2 separate regions of the Mus musculus genome follow, and region 2 is linked to region 1. Evidence: chromatin contacts called from public HiChIP or PLAC-seq data. All regions are on one chromosome and are shown on one strand. The core of a region is the stretch at or near the end of the contact, and the rest is flanking DNA. Distances in the headings are between cores, read along the strand shown.

Region 1 (7,660 bases), core at 3,827-6,326:
CGGAGGTGGATTACTGGGGCCCAGTAGGAACGCTCTCCTGACACTGGGAGCTTTCAGGCCAGACCAGTCAACAGGAAACGGAGGCAAGATCAGTGCATTGGTGTTCCCTTCATTCTCCCTCCATCTCCTGACCCCTGGTTCTTCCTAGGTCACATCCCCAACTCTGAACACTAGTGCTGATTATCAGCAAAACATTAACCCAATTCACACACACACACACACACACACACACACACACACACACATACATCCACTGTACTATCAAGTGCATTGATATCCCAAACATCCCACACACTGCCTGGATGATCCACTAGCTGGCTAGCTACTAGTTGGCTTGCTCCTCTCCGAGGGAATGTAGCTGTACCAGCCCATGTAACTGATCTTCAGTAAATGGCACTCCCATGGTCTACCTAAGTCACTAAGTGACATCCTGCTCCTGGAGGCTGGCCCAGATGAAGGAAATGTAAAATCCTCTCTGTGCCAGGTGACTGCCAGCTCCATTCCTGACCCCCCTCAAGGCTTCCCATGTCCATTTCCACTCCTTTGGTTGTCTTTAGGGAAGCACCTGCCAACAGGTTGCTATGACAACTGGCAACACAGCTGAGGCACAGAAATAGATCACCAGGAGAGCTAGGAACAGGAAAGGCAAACCCCAATGATAGCACTGAGATCCCCAAGGCTGCTCTGACCCCCCAAAAGGAGCATGAAAGGGGGACAGGGGACTCCCTTCAGGCCCAGGATAGTGACTCTATTCCAAATCATGTGTGCTAGTAGCAGATAAGCAATAACCCACTGACATTAATAGATTTTGTTTATTAGTGTTCTGAGAGTCCAGGGAGGAAATTTATTCAGAAGTACAAGTGTGACAGACAGCCAGAGGCAGGTAGAAACACTGAGGTGGTTAAAGAGAAAAATCTGCTTGCACAAGAAATGGTGGCCTTAAACAAACAAACAAACAAACAACCTAAAGATTTATTTAGTTTTATACATAAAGTACACTATAGCTGTCTTCAGACACACCAGAAGAGGGCATCAGATCTCATTACAGGTGGTTGTGAGCCACCATATGGTTGCTGGGATTTGAACTCAGTACCTTTGGAAGAGCAGACAGTGCTCTTGCCTACTGAGCCATCTCGTCATCCCCCAGCCCCTATTCTTACTGTCCCATTCCTTGGAAAAGAAAGAAAAGGCAAAGTAGACTAGAAATCTAGGGCTGTCATAATGGAGAAGGGAGCTTTGTGGCCAGTGCTTTGCTCTATGGAGTGAGTTTGACAGTGCTTACAAAGCCCCAGGAATGAAGAATGTATAGCATATAAAAAAAAATCACTCCTGTGCAAGCAACAAAGGTTCCAGAAGGGGGAAAAATATCAGAAATGAACAGAAACCAAAAATGATCTTAGCAAGAGGGTTTAAGATCAATAAAAAGGATGTGTCCCAGTGTTGGTGAAGACGACAGACATCCTGACTGAAGTAGTGGCATACCCTAGCTCTGGGACTCGTGCTGTGGGTCTGTTGGCCAATTCTGCCAGCATCACCAGCAAATACATTCAACTGCCAGGCACTCAAGAACAGAAGGGAGACAGTCTCAGGAACTTGTGTATATATGCTCGAGAAAGAAGTAGAATTTACAGGAAAACGTTGGTTAAGGGCCTAACGGGTATGCTCCAAAGATTTTGCCTCAGTTACCAAGGCAAATTCTCAAAAGCTGAACATGTTGGCACTTGCCCGGACTTCCGGAACTTGGCATGGAGATATGGGAGAATTAGGAGTTCAAGATCACCGTTAGCTGTATAACAGCTTGAGGCCAACCTGAGCTATGGGAGACCCAGTATCAACAGACAAGCAAACAACAACAGCAACAGCAACAACAGTAACAAAACCTCAAACGACTGTGAACGAAGATCATTACTTGTACGGCATCCTGTTTCTATTTCAATTTTGGCGAGGTCAATTGTTTCAGGAACATAAGCACAAGTAGATAAAAAAGACCTTGCAAAGAAAGACCAACTTGCTTCAAAATAGGCTTCAAAGAATGCAGTTTGCTGCCTCATCTAAAGGGGTTCTGTGCTTCTGCAAACCGCTCTCAGCGAATCATGTAATATATTCACCCAGATGAAAGAAGATAAATCAGATCTTTCTATCTAAGAGTCTTCTTAGCAATAATCTACTATACAGCAAAGCATTAGATCCCTGGTCCCACAAACTTCTAGTGACAAAAGTCTGGCTCTGAGATCTCAGGTAGCCTGACTCAAAAGCAGCTAATACAAGTTTTATCTTTCAGTGTTTCACACTTCTTGGGGCACACACAAGTATGGATTGACCTTATTCCCTTGCTAGGAAGTTTAAGGCAGAGGCTCCCAGAAATACGGCTCTGAGTAATTCTGCCCAGCACCCCTCTTGGCACACCTGAGTGCCTTGGCATCTCCAACTCCAGTGGAGCGCTTCTGAGATAAGCTCCCGAGCACAGTGAACAGAGATGGCTCAGTCCTGCACGCTGGACTGAGAACTTCTCCTGATTCATAACCTTCTTTTAACAAATAGTATTCTAAAGGTCAGTTAGAAATCGTCACGGTCGGTTAGGCGGCTCCACCCCTTCCTATCCCCACTCCCCCCTGCCCCCAACACAGATATGGCAGGAGTTCACAGACTCTTCTTTGCACAGCTCTTTCCTTCTGTGAGACTGCTGGGGGGTGGAGGGAGCTGAGGAGAGCGTCTGTGCCTGCAATGGCTGGACCTGGCCAAGCAACTCAGAGAGCAACAGTTAAGACTCCTCTCAGAGAGAATGGCCTATACTCGGGTCTCCAAGAGGTTCCTTCTCCGGGTAACATACAAGGGAAGCGGCCCGAAATGAATGAAGCTACCATAAGTGAGATTTGAAGGAGGTGAGGGGAGAGATTCAAATGAGCAAGACAGGAAATCCTTGTAGAATCCTGCATGGAAAAGGACAGAGCCTCCTCACCTGTGGTCCACAGGCCAACCTGCAATTTCAAACAAGGACTAAACATGTGGAGGGAACCCCCTGTACACACACACACACACACACACACACACACACACACACAGATGATAATAAAATGTCCTCTCTCAGACCCTCTTACCTATTTCAGAATGTTTGTATGATCTAGAAATTGGTATCGCAGATGCAAACCTAAAAACTCCGACCTGACAGACACATCAGGAAACCACTTGAGTGTTCTTAGAAGAATGTGCACGTGCGGTTTTCTTACTCCTAGACCAGAATTCACACCCCTTGTCTCTGTGCTGTTTGAACAGGCAGAGTGCTGTTTGGTTTTGCCTGCTTCTTCCTAGGTGCACTCTAAATGGTATTCTAAGCAGTTATTCTGATAAAGGGCTGGAAAAACACCCAAGCTTTAGGACACCTTCATTCCTGTCATCCTCAGAAGCAGGGAAGTATGATGTGGCCTTCCAAAACTGGCTTCTGGTAGCTTTCTCTCCTCCCAAACACCACAGAGCAGAAGCTGGGCCTCATCTGAAGTAACCCATCAATTCTTTCCTCTAAGTGGTATGCCTGAGGGGGAACGCTCCCCGTGACCTTGTGCTTAGCTAACTTCCCGTGTCATGCAGCACTTCCGGCCCAGCTCCGTGCCAGGAATAAAAGGGAACGCAGATGTCAATGAAATGACGGGGCTATACGAGATAAAAAGATCGCCATCTGTAGACAGTCATGTGTAGGCTGCTCATAGACAAGAAACCACAAACCACTCAGTTGGAAAAGAGGAGGAACGGCGTGGGGTGGAATTTTGCTTTTTAAGTACCCCAAAATCCCCCAGGCTCACTAATAGTTACACTATAATATGATGGCCTTAAATGCTTTCCCTACCCACAGCAATATCACACATATCACAGACATTTAGCATCTACTCCTACACTGCAGTGAGATCAGTGGATAAGACTGTGACTCTCCAACACTTACACAAAAAGTCAAACATGGCCATGAGACACATGTGACCTTAAAACGGTGGCAGGGCACGGAGACAGGAGGACCGCTTGGGCTTGCTAAGCTGTCAGCACCCACATTGTCTAGCTTCTATTAGCCTGTAATTCCTGCTGCGGGGAACCTGATACCCCCTTCTGGCCGCTGAGAGTACTCTCACTCATGTATGCACACATATGTACAATTAAAAATAAGGACATCTTAAAGGTTGTTAGATTTACTCACGTTTGCGTGTCGACAAATATATCTGGGCATACACACACCATGTCAACGTATAGGGAGATCAGAGGACAATTTGAAGGAGTTGGGTCTCTCCTTCGATCACGTGGGGGCTGAGGGCCTGAATATATATCGTTAGAATTGTTGTGAGCCCCTTTAGCTGCTAAGCCAGTGGCTCTCAACTTTACTAAGGTGGTTCCTCAGGTTGTGGTGACCTCCAGTCATAACATTATTTTCACTGATACTTCACAACTGTAATTTTGCTACTGTCATGAATCATAATGTAAATATCTGTGCTTTCTGATGGTCTTAGGCGACTCCCGTGAAAGGGTTGGTTGACCCCCCCCCAAGGGGGCCAGGACCCACAGGTTGAGAAGTGCTGTGCTAAGCCATCTTTACATCAGAAGGCTACACTCAGCGCATTAAGCCAAAAGCACCGGAAACCTAGGTTGTAGCAAACCATTGGTTTTTAAAGGAGTTAATGAGGAAAAAGGAGGAGCTGATCTGCTCCACGGCAGAGCAATGTCTCCGTGACACTCGACACAAAAGCTACAACTGCAGAGGTCATTCACTTCCATTTCTCTTGTTGTCCATCTTGAAATGTGTCACCGTGTGTGTGTGTGTGTGTGTGTGTGTGTGTGTGTGTGTGTGTGCTGAGACCCAGGTCACATGGCCACTTGCCACATCGACTACAAAATTCAGGTCTCCTGACTCCTCCTCCTTCAGCTTTCAGTGCCTTCCCCTTCCTGTGCAAGGCTTGAAGCCTCTCAGCTCTCTGAGAGCCAGGTGGAGACACACACACCTCTGTGGGTAAAGGCCAACTGTTAGGAAGAGTGTGACAGAAGGGAGCGGCTGCTAATGAGACAGGCCTGAGTAATCAGGCTGAGGCGTTGTCGGCAGGAGCTGATGAGGCTGGACCGCTTGGCCGAAGATGCTGTGATCACTGCTCACACCTGACAACACCCACACTCATACCCGTCTGCGTGCAAATACACATTCCTTGGCGATCCCTGTTTGTCACACCCTTCTGAGGCACCGGCCTCAAGGCTCTCAGGGCATGAGGACCAAGCTGAAAATAGAAACGGAGGGTTAGAAGGGTGGGGCAAGGTTCAAGCAATTCAAGCAGTGAAAAGAAAGTCCTCGAAGCATGCCTGAGGAGGTCACTGGAGTTTCACATTTTCTTCTTCTCTGCTCACTCTGTTTACAGAGAGATTCTTCAAGTGCCTTAGAGTTGACCGTGTGGTATCTCCAATTTTACTCTTCAGGACCTTAGAGAACTTTTATATCTGAGGTCTGATATAAGCCCTTAATTGCAACAGTGTAAAAGGCAAACCCACCATAACAGTCACAAAGCTGGCCTGGACCAAAGTAACTCCTCTCATTTAAACGGAAGTTAGGTCTGAGAGTGACTTTCTGTAAGACTCATGCTTCCCAGGAAAACAGCAACTTAGAAAACATCATGATGCCAGCAAGTGACCTGCCCAGCAGTGTTTGCGGTGAAACATCCTAAAACTTAAACCCAACAGGGCCCCAGAGTTGTCCGTGAGCGTGACGAAAACTTTTATGAGAAAATAACGTATACAATTCTCCCCCCATGCTGCAGCCCTAAACCAACATGTCCGTTGCTTATTGATTAGGAGGCGTACAGCAACCCACAGATTTATAAAATAACACTTTCTTTGGTGGTGATGGGGGTGGTGAACTGCCTGGGGTCATCGATATATTTGACCTTAACAGTATGACTAAGAATAAAGGACATGGCCATGGGTTCCAGGGCAAGTCACAAACTTATAGAATCCACGGGAGCACACCCACCAGTGAAAACATGCTAAAACAGCAGCGCCTTCCATCAGCTACAATGAGGGGCAGCAAAGTATTGCATTTAAATTCAAGTGTGTTCCATAGCTGCAGTTGCTCATGGAGGCCAGTAGAGGGCACTGAATCTCCTTGGGCTGTAGTCACATAGAGTAGTGTGTTACTCTGATGTGGGTGCTGGGAACTGAACTCTGGGCCTCTGGAAGAGTAGCATGTGCCCTCAACCTCTGAGCCGTCTCTCCGGTTCCAGGAAGTTTTAAACTGAACGAGTTAATTTTGGCAACACTATTAAACCACTACGAAATAGGGATAAATATTTTAATATATATCACAAGATGGTTTTGAGAATTCTTTTGACATTAATACCCTTTTTCTCTCGGATATTTGATGTATCTATCTCAATTTTATGAAATCTTTTAGGCAATCATAAAGAGTAAGTGATAAAAGACTGAAAAGTAACTGTGATTGAGTCACCAAGAAATTCAGTGGGTAAGGAAGGGCACAGGCTACCAAGCCTGACCACTTAAACTTCAGTGAATAAGAACCTAATAACAAGCTATTCTCTGACCCCGACATTCAACCTCTCCCCCAACACAGACAGGCAGTAAGTATGATTTTTAAAAAAGACCTAGAAAGTTCAACATTTATAATATATATGTTATAAAATGTCCAGTTACATGTATACCACACACCCAGATTCTAATTGAAGTTGGCTCTTTATGTTCTGAAAGGCGAAGATATTATTACTTTTTTCCCCCAGCAGTATCAACTGGCTATCCAGGACTTTCCTGTGGTTATATTCTTTCCTGGTCAACACTCTCCTAGATTTTGTGGTGTGTGTATGGGGTGTGTGTGGTGTGTGTGTGTGTGTGTGTGTGTGTGTGTGTGTGTGTGTGTGTGACAGTCACATTCAAACAGCAGATCTAGGCAAACCCATTTCAAATTTCACAGCAAATAAGCTCCTCGAAGCTCAGAGTGGGCCACTTTATCAACTACCAGACCCTGAAACTTGTCAAGTGTCTTCAGCTGACATGAAGCACGGTTTACTAATCCCAACATCGCAGACAATCACCCTGATAAAAGCCAGTAAATTAGCCAATTCTAAAACAGAGAAAAACCCTAAATAACCATTCTTCCATACAGGCCTGACATTTTAAAGGTTAAAAACAAGCAAACAAACAAAACCCAAAACCAAAACAACAGAAACAAAAACCAAATTAATCAACCAAGCAACAACAACAAAAACCCGAAACCAAATCAACAACAGCAACAGTAGCAAAAGAAAAAAAAAATAAGAAACCAACAACAAACATTCTGGTTAAGTGAAAGAAACCCAAGACATATAATAATATTAGTTACGCATGGAAATCCAGGCCTTTAATCCTCATCTCATTCATCATGCTAGAGGAATGTGGCCAATATTGCCCTATACATTTGATACCACCGACTATGCCAATTGCAAGAGCATAGAACCCTGTAATTCACTTTTGGTGTACAAGCAGACCATCAGCTCTGCTCCACAGCAGCTAGGGGAAAGGCAAGTGTGTAGTTAATAAAAACAAAACAAAACGAAACGAAACAAAACAAAACAAACGAGTGATCATCCAGGGCTCACACTGATAGCCCCTCACATTGGGCAACACCCAGGGCTCACACTAGCAGCCCCTCCCA
Region 2 (7,660 bases), core at 3,574-6,073, 350 kb after region 1:
GGAGACTAGAAGTACAAAGGCATCCTTCACTGAAAATGCAAAGCAACCTGATGCAGGGGGCATCTGGAGTGTATAGCTTTCTGTCGCATCTCAGGAAGAGTTGAGGCCCAAGCAGCACTGAGTTGTGTGACAGGAACAGGAGAAACACTGTCATCCCACCTAGCGTGATACCACACAACCTTCCCTGGGAGCTGAGGGACCAACTTTCTCCTGCTGCATACCTAGACCCTCAGTGCTCAGCCTGTGACCTGAAGGCATTCTCTCTTGCTTGCTTTTTTGTTTCCAAAAGTGGGTCACTCTCCAGCTTTGCCTTTCAGTTTCAGGGACTGTAGCCTGCCTTCTATACTCTTGCTTAGCTGCTTAGGTCAAAGAGAACAAAAGAGACAGAGCCTGCTTACTTGGGTCACAGAGAGAGCCTGCTGGAGTTTTGTCTTTTGCTCCTTGAGGCTTTGAAATGGGTTTCTATGGGGCCAGACTTGCTCCAGGAGGGCCCAGGAATAGCTCATTGTTTCTCTTACATTCCCGGATTCTAATGGGTCTATTAACTGAGAGTCTTCTCTAAACTCTGAAAGAAAACCCCAAAGCAGCTGTAATTACTATGTGGAGCCCCTTCCTGGGCATCTGAGAGGGGACTGACTGCTGATCAATGCTGGAACCCCGGAACAGAACAAATTGGTCCCACAAGCTGCGAGTGACAGCCTCTCTGAATGCAGCTGCTTTCTTCATTAGGCACCTAAAAATAGCCCCATCCTCACAGGCTGGTTTGCTGTGAGACTTCTGCCACATCCATTTGTCTGTTTCATTCAGAGTTTCGGTACGTCTCTGACACCCCGGTACTATTTCAGATGAAAAGTCCACTGAAGACGCGTTTCTTTGCCCCCACCTCCACCCTCCAGCACACCCTCCAGATCTCCAGGGCTATCCAGCGCTGTTGTGTACCAGGGAGGCTCTATGAATCTTCCTGCATCTTCGCCATCTCCATCTGTGTCAGCCAATTGCTAGGAAAGATCTACAACCGTTACTGTTTTTGTTTTTTTTTTTCCCCACCAAGGAAATGTTCATTACACATGTCCTTTTCTTTCTTTTGTCAGGGATGATGGCTCATGAAAAATTGGGTACAACTACGCCACCCTTTCCAGCTGACTTGAGGTTATATTAAGTTTTCCATTCAGACTTCACTGAGAAGAGACACGACTTCTTTGTCCTCTAAGGGCTGGTTGTGTGTGAGAGGCCAGTGCCTAGGCCTATTTCTGTGCCAACATCTAAATAAGATACAGGGGGCTGCGGAGATGGCTCAATGTCTATACAGCACTTGCTGTGAAAATGTGAGGACCTGGGTTCGAATCCCCAGAGCCCTGTTGAAAAAGAAAGCAAGATGCAGTAACATCAATTTGTAATCCCAGTGTAATCCCAGTGGAGCTAGCCACACATCTGTGTACGCTATGGGCTATCCCTGCCCTCCCCACCTTATCTCCTGGAAAAGTTGCCTTTGTATTTTCTTGGAGGTAGCACCATGGGTTGCAGGAAGGTGACTTCCTCGGGCAGTCGGTAGCAACCTTTATCCTTCTCACTTTCAGAATCCAGAGCACCGAGGAAACAAAGGGAGAAAAACCAAGATTGAATTAAATCAAATGGATGCTTTACACTATCCATTTATCCAAGTCTCCTCTTCCTGGACCCCCACGGCACAGGCCTACCTACCCACAATGGGAGGAATTACTTATAATTAAAATCCGGAAAAATAAACCTCCACCATAAGCTCAGCCACACTGTATGCACACTGGTATATATAACTGGATGAATTCAATGCCTTTAATAGGACTGAAAATCCTCAAGATGAGAGCTAATGTTGCTATGGAAACGTCGCATGCCTTAACTGCAGGACTCGGTTTAAATTTGCAAACTTAGTACCACATTAGCTTTTTTCATATTGGGTTTCTGGTTGATCTTTTTGGAAGATAAAAGAAGAAAAACAACATGTCCTGCTAGTTGCTCTTGTTACATTCACAGCTAAAGGAGAAGGTGGTTTGTAATCATCCATTGCTCCCCTACACATGCATATATATGTATATCCATATATATGCATGTGTATATATTATATATCATATATTATACATTACCCAAATGTGATACAGATTTCTCATATATTACCCATATGATATATTTTATACACACACATACACACCACACACATATCACACACACAAACACACATACTACCAGCACACACAGAAGGAAGCCACCACAAAGAGATTATGTAAGAGTTAGGCAGGGTGAAGGTTTTGTAGCTGAGCAAGATGAATTCAGCTTCAAGGTTTTCAAAAAATTCCCATGATTTTCTTGTTCTCATAGAATTATACGTCCAAAGCTTGGCTCAATCGCTAATGGCTCTTGCATTGAAAAGTCCTAATTTTCCAGAGCTCAGAGCCCTTTAGAGAATCACAAAGGCAAGAGCAAGAGAGCCCAAAGGGCTGACATTGCCTGCAGCCCTGTGCTCATTCACGGACACCGTGTACTCTGCCAAAAAACAAAATTGGGACCCGCAGAGAAGCAACAAGGAGAGAGCACCATTTGGGAAATCGCTCAGGTTATTATTATTCAGGAGATAGAGTGTCACTGTCCCCACCTCTTCTCCAGCCCCTGCCTGTTGCTGCTCTTGACCTGGCTCACGGTAATCACTGACAGCTCTAACAAACTGGCTGGCACTCTTCTGGCTTTATGGTCAGGGGGGGATATGGGGGCCAGAGTTCACCTTAACAACCTCACACCTCCCCTCCGTGTTCCCACCAAGGGGTGACAGCCAAGCCCACCCCACATGACTCTTGCAAGAAATGATAGAGATGACATATGCAAACCCCTGGGTACCTTGCCTAGAATCAAGGGGTACTTCAAGAAATCCTGCTTCCCTGCAGGTGAGAACCGTGCACTGTCAGAGTCTTTGGGGACACTGGAGAGGCATACTGGACTTGGTATGTGTCTGCTGGGGACACTGGAGAGGCACACTGGACTTGGTATGTGTCCGCTGAGTCTTTACGGATTCACAGATGCCCTTTCTTCTCTCACACCCCTCCTCCCCTTGGTTGGTTTTGATTGAATTCTGTTTCTAGTCTACTTACTCAGTCAATTATTTGTCTTGAGTGCTTTGGCTTCTTTTCTCCTAATATCCTAGTGGCTACCACAGGCCAGATATATTATGCATACTTAATTGGTGTAAGAGTGAGTTGGGGGGGGGGTGTGCATAATTTTACAGAGTCTCTAGGCTTTTCTTAGAATTCAATACAAAATTCTGTACAGAGCTTAGCAGAGGTGATTGGCATCCTGAAGCCCAAGCTTCCGGGGTTTTAGACCAGACCCAGCTTTGTCTGAGGAAGCAAGCTGGACCAAGACTCATCGTTTATTAGTCATTTCTAATTAACATTAGCCTGCTGTTCGCTGTGTGTGAACTTCAGCTGAACTAGCTGCAGCCTGACGTTCGGTCTCCCACCCGCTTCAAGTCCTATGCTAGGTCACCTTAGATCTGCTTCTTAAGATACTGACCAGCAGAGGAAGCCATTGCTCCCACAAGGTGTGTCCAGCCATCGTGGAGTGGACCGTCAGAAGGCTCTGCCCTCAATATGGAAAACCTGCAACCTTAGTTTCATTAGTGATAATCTATCCATTAGCCTTCCAGAGCTGTGAAAACTAAATCTCACAGCCTGGCTGATTTACACATTGCTTAATTATTTCCCAGAATTCTTGAGGAGGCTTGCAAGTCTAACGTCTATGGCTGATTTCTCCCGGCTGTCCTCAGGCGGCCTTCCTTCTGTGTGTGCAACAAGGGCAAGATTACTTTGCTGTCCCTCTTCTGATAAGCCGCTAGCCTTGTGGATCAAGGCCCTGCCAAGTCGGTGATCCTATTTCCGTATTGTTTATGTTCAAATGGCCAGGTGATCAAATGGCTTCACGTGAGCATAGAACACAGGTCTACTGCAGGGGAAATGGCTTCCTTGGCCTGTGATTCAGCTTTGCTTCCTAGCCTTTCCTTCCTTTTCTCGGCCTTACATGGCTTCTCTGCTCGCTTCCTCTCTTCTCCCTCCTTCTCCCTCTGCTCTTCTCTCCACCCTCCCTCTTCTTCCCTCTCCTCTCCCCCTCCCACTCGTCCCTCCTCCACCTTCAATGGTATACTTAAACCCAGTGGCCCCTAGTCCTTTCGATGGCACTCAGTGTCTGTGTCCAGTTTCCACAAATTGAAACGGTCGACTAATGGGTAAAGCACAGACAAGCAAGGAAAGCAGACTCGATTGGGAAGGGATGTTTGTGTGAAGGTAGGCGTCATGTCCAAGATATGTGGTGTTATTACAGAACTGTGGGGAAGAAGGGACCCCCTCCCCCCCCCCACCCCGCGCCCACTGGATCAGAGCCCTGTGTAGAGTAAGAAATACCTCATGTAATGTTTTTTCAAATCATCATGTAAATTGGAAGTATTGCTCAAATTAATTCTAATGAGGTTCGGGGTGGGGGTGGGGGGTAAAAAAGCAAAACAAAACAAGTAACAACCAAAACTCTTTAATAAAGTGTTCTAAAAAGAAAAAGGAGAAAAAAAAAAAAAGAAAGGGAAAAAGAAAAGAAAGAATTATCGCCCACTTCTGCACTTCCTGCTTTTGGCAGGGACTGGGAGTGGAAGTCTGAAAACACTGTGAGACAGTCTGTTCTCATGGTATTTCTAGCTGAGAACAGGAAGGAGGGGAACTCTGTGAGAGAGCCTGTTTTGCAGTGATTAGCAGGCCAAAGAAGTTTCGCTGGGCACCGAAGCTTGACAACCCCCGTGAGATCGTCACCTTTATTGGGTCAGCCTACGAGATCTTTGCCGGAAGCAGAGCTATCACCAAGGAGACAAGCAGCGCGTGACACTACTCCTAGGTGGCCACCTCTCTCTAGCCAGAGTTAGGCACCAGAGACGGAGATGGGACCCACTGTGGCCCCTACCCTTCCCTTCCCGAGCCTATGAGGGAGTTAGAAAGATAACGTATCCATAAATGAAAAAATATTTGGAAATCGAAACCGTGCACACTCTGCTATGCCAACTGGGCAGACAATGCTAGGTAGGTGCCCCTCCTTGCGCTGCGCAGGGCTCCCTGTGGGCTTGCATTTGTGCCCCACCCAACCTCGGTACTCTACCCGCTCCTTGCTGGAATAGTCTGCACCTTCAGGCAAAGCTCGTTTCTAGACTAATTGTCTTGCCCATCTCCAGTCACAACAGACTTCCCTGTGTGTGATGTCAATGAGTCACGGAGGCTGAGTCACGTTAGCAATAAGCACGGGATGATTAATGCCTATTGATTGGCTGGGCGTGCTGGAACCAGAATGATTCCAAAGTCTAGACGGGCTCGTACTGTCCCCTAATTACCTGCGTAGGGTTCTGTGCTCTGGTGCCTAACGCTGCAGTAGGCATTCCAGGGAACGCCCTATGGTCAGTATAACTCCAATTAGATGGCATAAATTCCCTGAAGGCATGTACCAATGATGTCTTTACAGGCAAGACCAATCCAGGGCTTAGAGGGAGAGGTCAGGTGTTTCTACCACGCTTTCTCTGAATGCTCAAGGAGGAAGGAGGGGGAAGGGATGAGATTCCCCCCTTCTGAGATCATCCTTCACTTATCATTGAGAATACTGCCTGGGAAAAGATTTTATTTGATGTTTCCCTTTGATGAATTGTACTGATAAAGATGTTCTCCTAACAAAGGACTCGAATTCCAAGCTTGGCTGAAACAGCCATTGCTATGTGTAATTAATTATTTAAACCCAGAGAGTATGCTTACACAGTGAGAAAGATAACATTTGCTAAGGGTCATTTCCACTTAGGGCCCGCCACAATGAATTTACTATGACTTTTGTTTTGTGGGGTTTTTTGTTTTGTTTTGTTTGTTTGCTTGCTTGCTTGTTTATTTCTAAAGAGTTTCACTAAGTAGCCAAGGATGGCCTGTTGATCCTCCTGCCTCAGCCTCCTTAGTGTTGGATTTATCCAGTTAACAATGATATTTTGAGTAATGTGGCGACTTGATATACCCAACCAAGTAAGAGGATGGAGGAAGGAGTTCAGGGTTAGCATAGATTTCAGGATATGTCTATGTTGACATTTTCCAGATCTCTGTGTAAACCTAGGGTGGCTTCATGACTTTTTTTATCTTTCATGCTGGGGATATGGTAACTCAGAAGATGCACACATGAGAACACCATGCCTGTGTCAGGCAGTACAGAGAGTAATACACCCAAATGGTACAAGAAGGTGAGAGAAACAGGAGATAAGTATAAAACTCGGCGGTCCTTAGCATCCCAGATCAGACTGCTGACTCAGGACTGGCTTGTCTGGTGGGTTGGTTTGGTTGCTGTTTTAAAATAACATATCTTTAGAAAACTACATACATGTTCATTGTAGTAGATATAGAACTGAGACTGGAACAAAGGTGAATGTCTATGTCATTCAGAGGCGACCTATTGATCTTTATCACTGAAGTCAGTTTTTGGAGCACCTTATGCGTGTACAAGTAACAACAGGATCCCTTTGCATTGTTGGTCTTCACAATCTGCAGGTTCAGCATTGACAGATTTCACCAACCCTGGAAGGAAATGTTGGGAAAGAGATTGTGTCTGCACACTGAACATGCACAGATCCACTCCCACCCCGTCATCTCTAAACAATGCAGTATGACAAATGTTTGCATAGCATTTGCATTGTATTAAGCCATTGTGAGGAACTTAGAGATTAGTTAAAATATGTGAGAGGGTTAGAAACTCAGTTCAGGGGCAGAGCACTTACCTAACACACATGAGACCCTTGGTTTGAGTCCCAGCACCACACACACAGACACACTCACACACAGACACACACACTCATACACAGACACACACACTCAGACACAGACACACACACTCAGACACAGACACACAGACACACACATTCATACACAGGCACACACACACACTCACACACATATACACACAGAAACACAGACACATACACACACACACACACACATAGACACATAGACACACACTCATACACAGACACACACACACTCATACACAGACACACACACTCATACACAGATACACACACTCAGACACAGACACACACACAGACACACACATCATACACAGGCACACACACACTCACACACATATACACACAGACACACAGACACATACACACATACACACTCACACACACAGACACATAGACACACACTCATACACAGACACACACACACTCATACACAGACACACACACACTCATACACAGACACACACACACTCACACACTCATATATGGGAGAGTGGATATGGTGGTTTGAATGGCCCCTATAGGCTCGTAGATTGGAATGATTGGTAACTAGGGAGTGGGCCACTTTGATAGGATTAGAAGGATTAGGAGGTGTGGCCTTGTTGGAGGAAATGTGTCACTGGGAGTGGGCTTTGAAGTTTTAAAAGCCCATACCAGGCCCAGGTTCTTCCTCTGATTGTAGATCAAGATATAGCTCTCAACTACTTCTCCAGCACCATTCCTGTCTGCTGCTATGCTCCCTGCCTTGATGATAAGAGACCAAGCCTCTGAAACGGTAACCAAGCCCCCAATTAAATGCCTTCGTTTAAGAGTTGCTATTGGATGGATCACACGGCCCCC

What was found. HiChIP or PLAC-seq counts read pairs in DNA pulled down with a chosen protein or histone mark.
Region 2: a contact with region 1 is called in a FOXA1 HiChIP or PLAC-seq map of pancreatic cancer cells. The contact joins two enhancer-like sites. A contact is called at or near these places in 1 of 484 Hi-C or Micro-C datasets (pancreatic cancer cells) and 1 of 115 datasets of contacts at active chromatin or transcription factors (pancreatic cancer cells).

What each region holds. Positions count from the first base shown.
Region 1 is chr13:45,690,110-45,697,769 of GRCm38.p6, forward strand. All of the region lies in intron 6 of Atxn1 (ataxin 1), which reads right to left. Among named protein-coding and RNA genes, the nearest start is that of Gm34582, 170 kb to the left of the region's middle. Within about 2 kb of position 5,077, at least 42 of the 459 cell types and tissues checked have an H3K27ac peak or open chromatin away from gene starts, as enhancers often do. A contact at or near this core is called in pancreatic cancer cells, where this site is marked.
Region 2 is chr13:46,038,443-46,046,102 of GRCm38.p6, forward strand. No RefSeq gene overlaps it. Among named protein-coding and RNA genes, the nearest start is that of Gm45949, 19 kb to the right of the region's middle. Within about 2 kb of position 4,824, at least 112 of the 459 cell types and tissues checked have an H3K27ac peak or open chromatin away from gene starts, as enhancers often do. A contact at or near this core is called in pancreatic cancer cells, where this site is marked.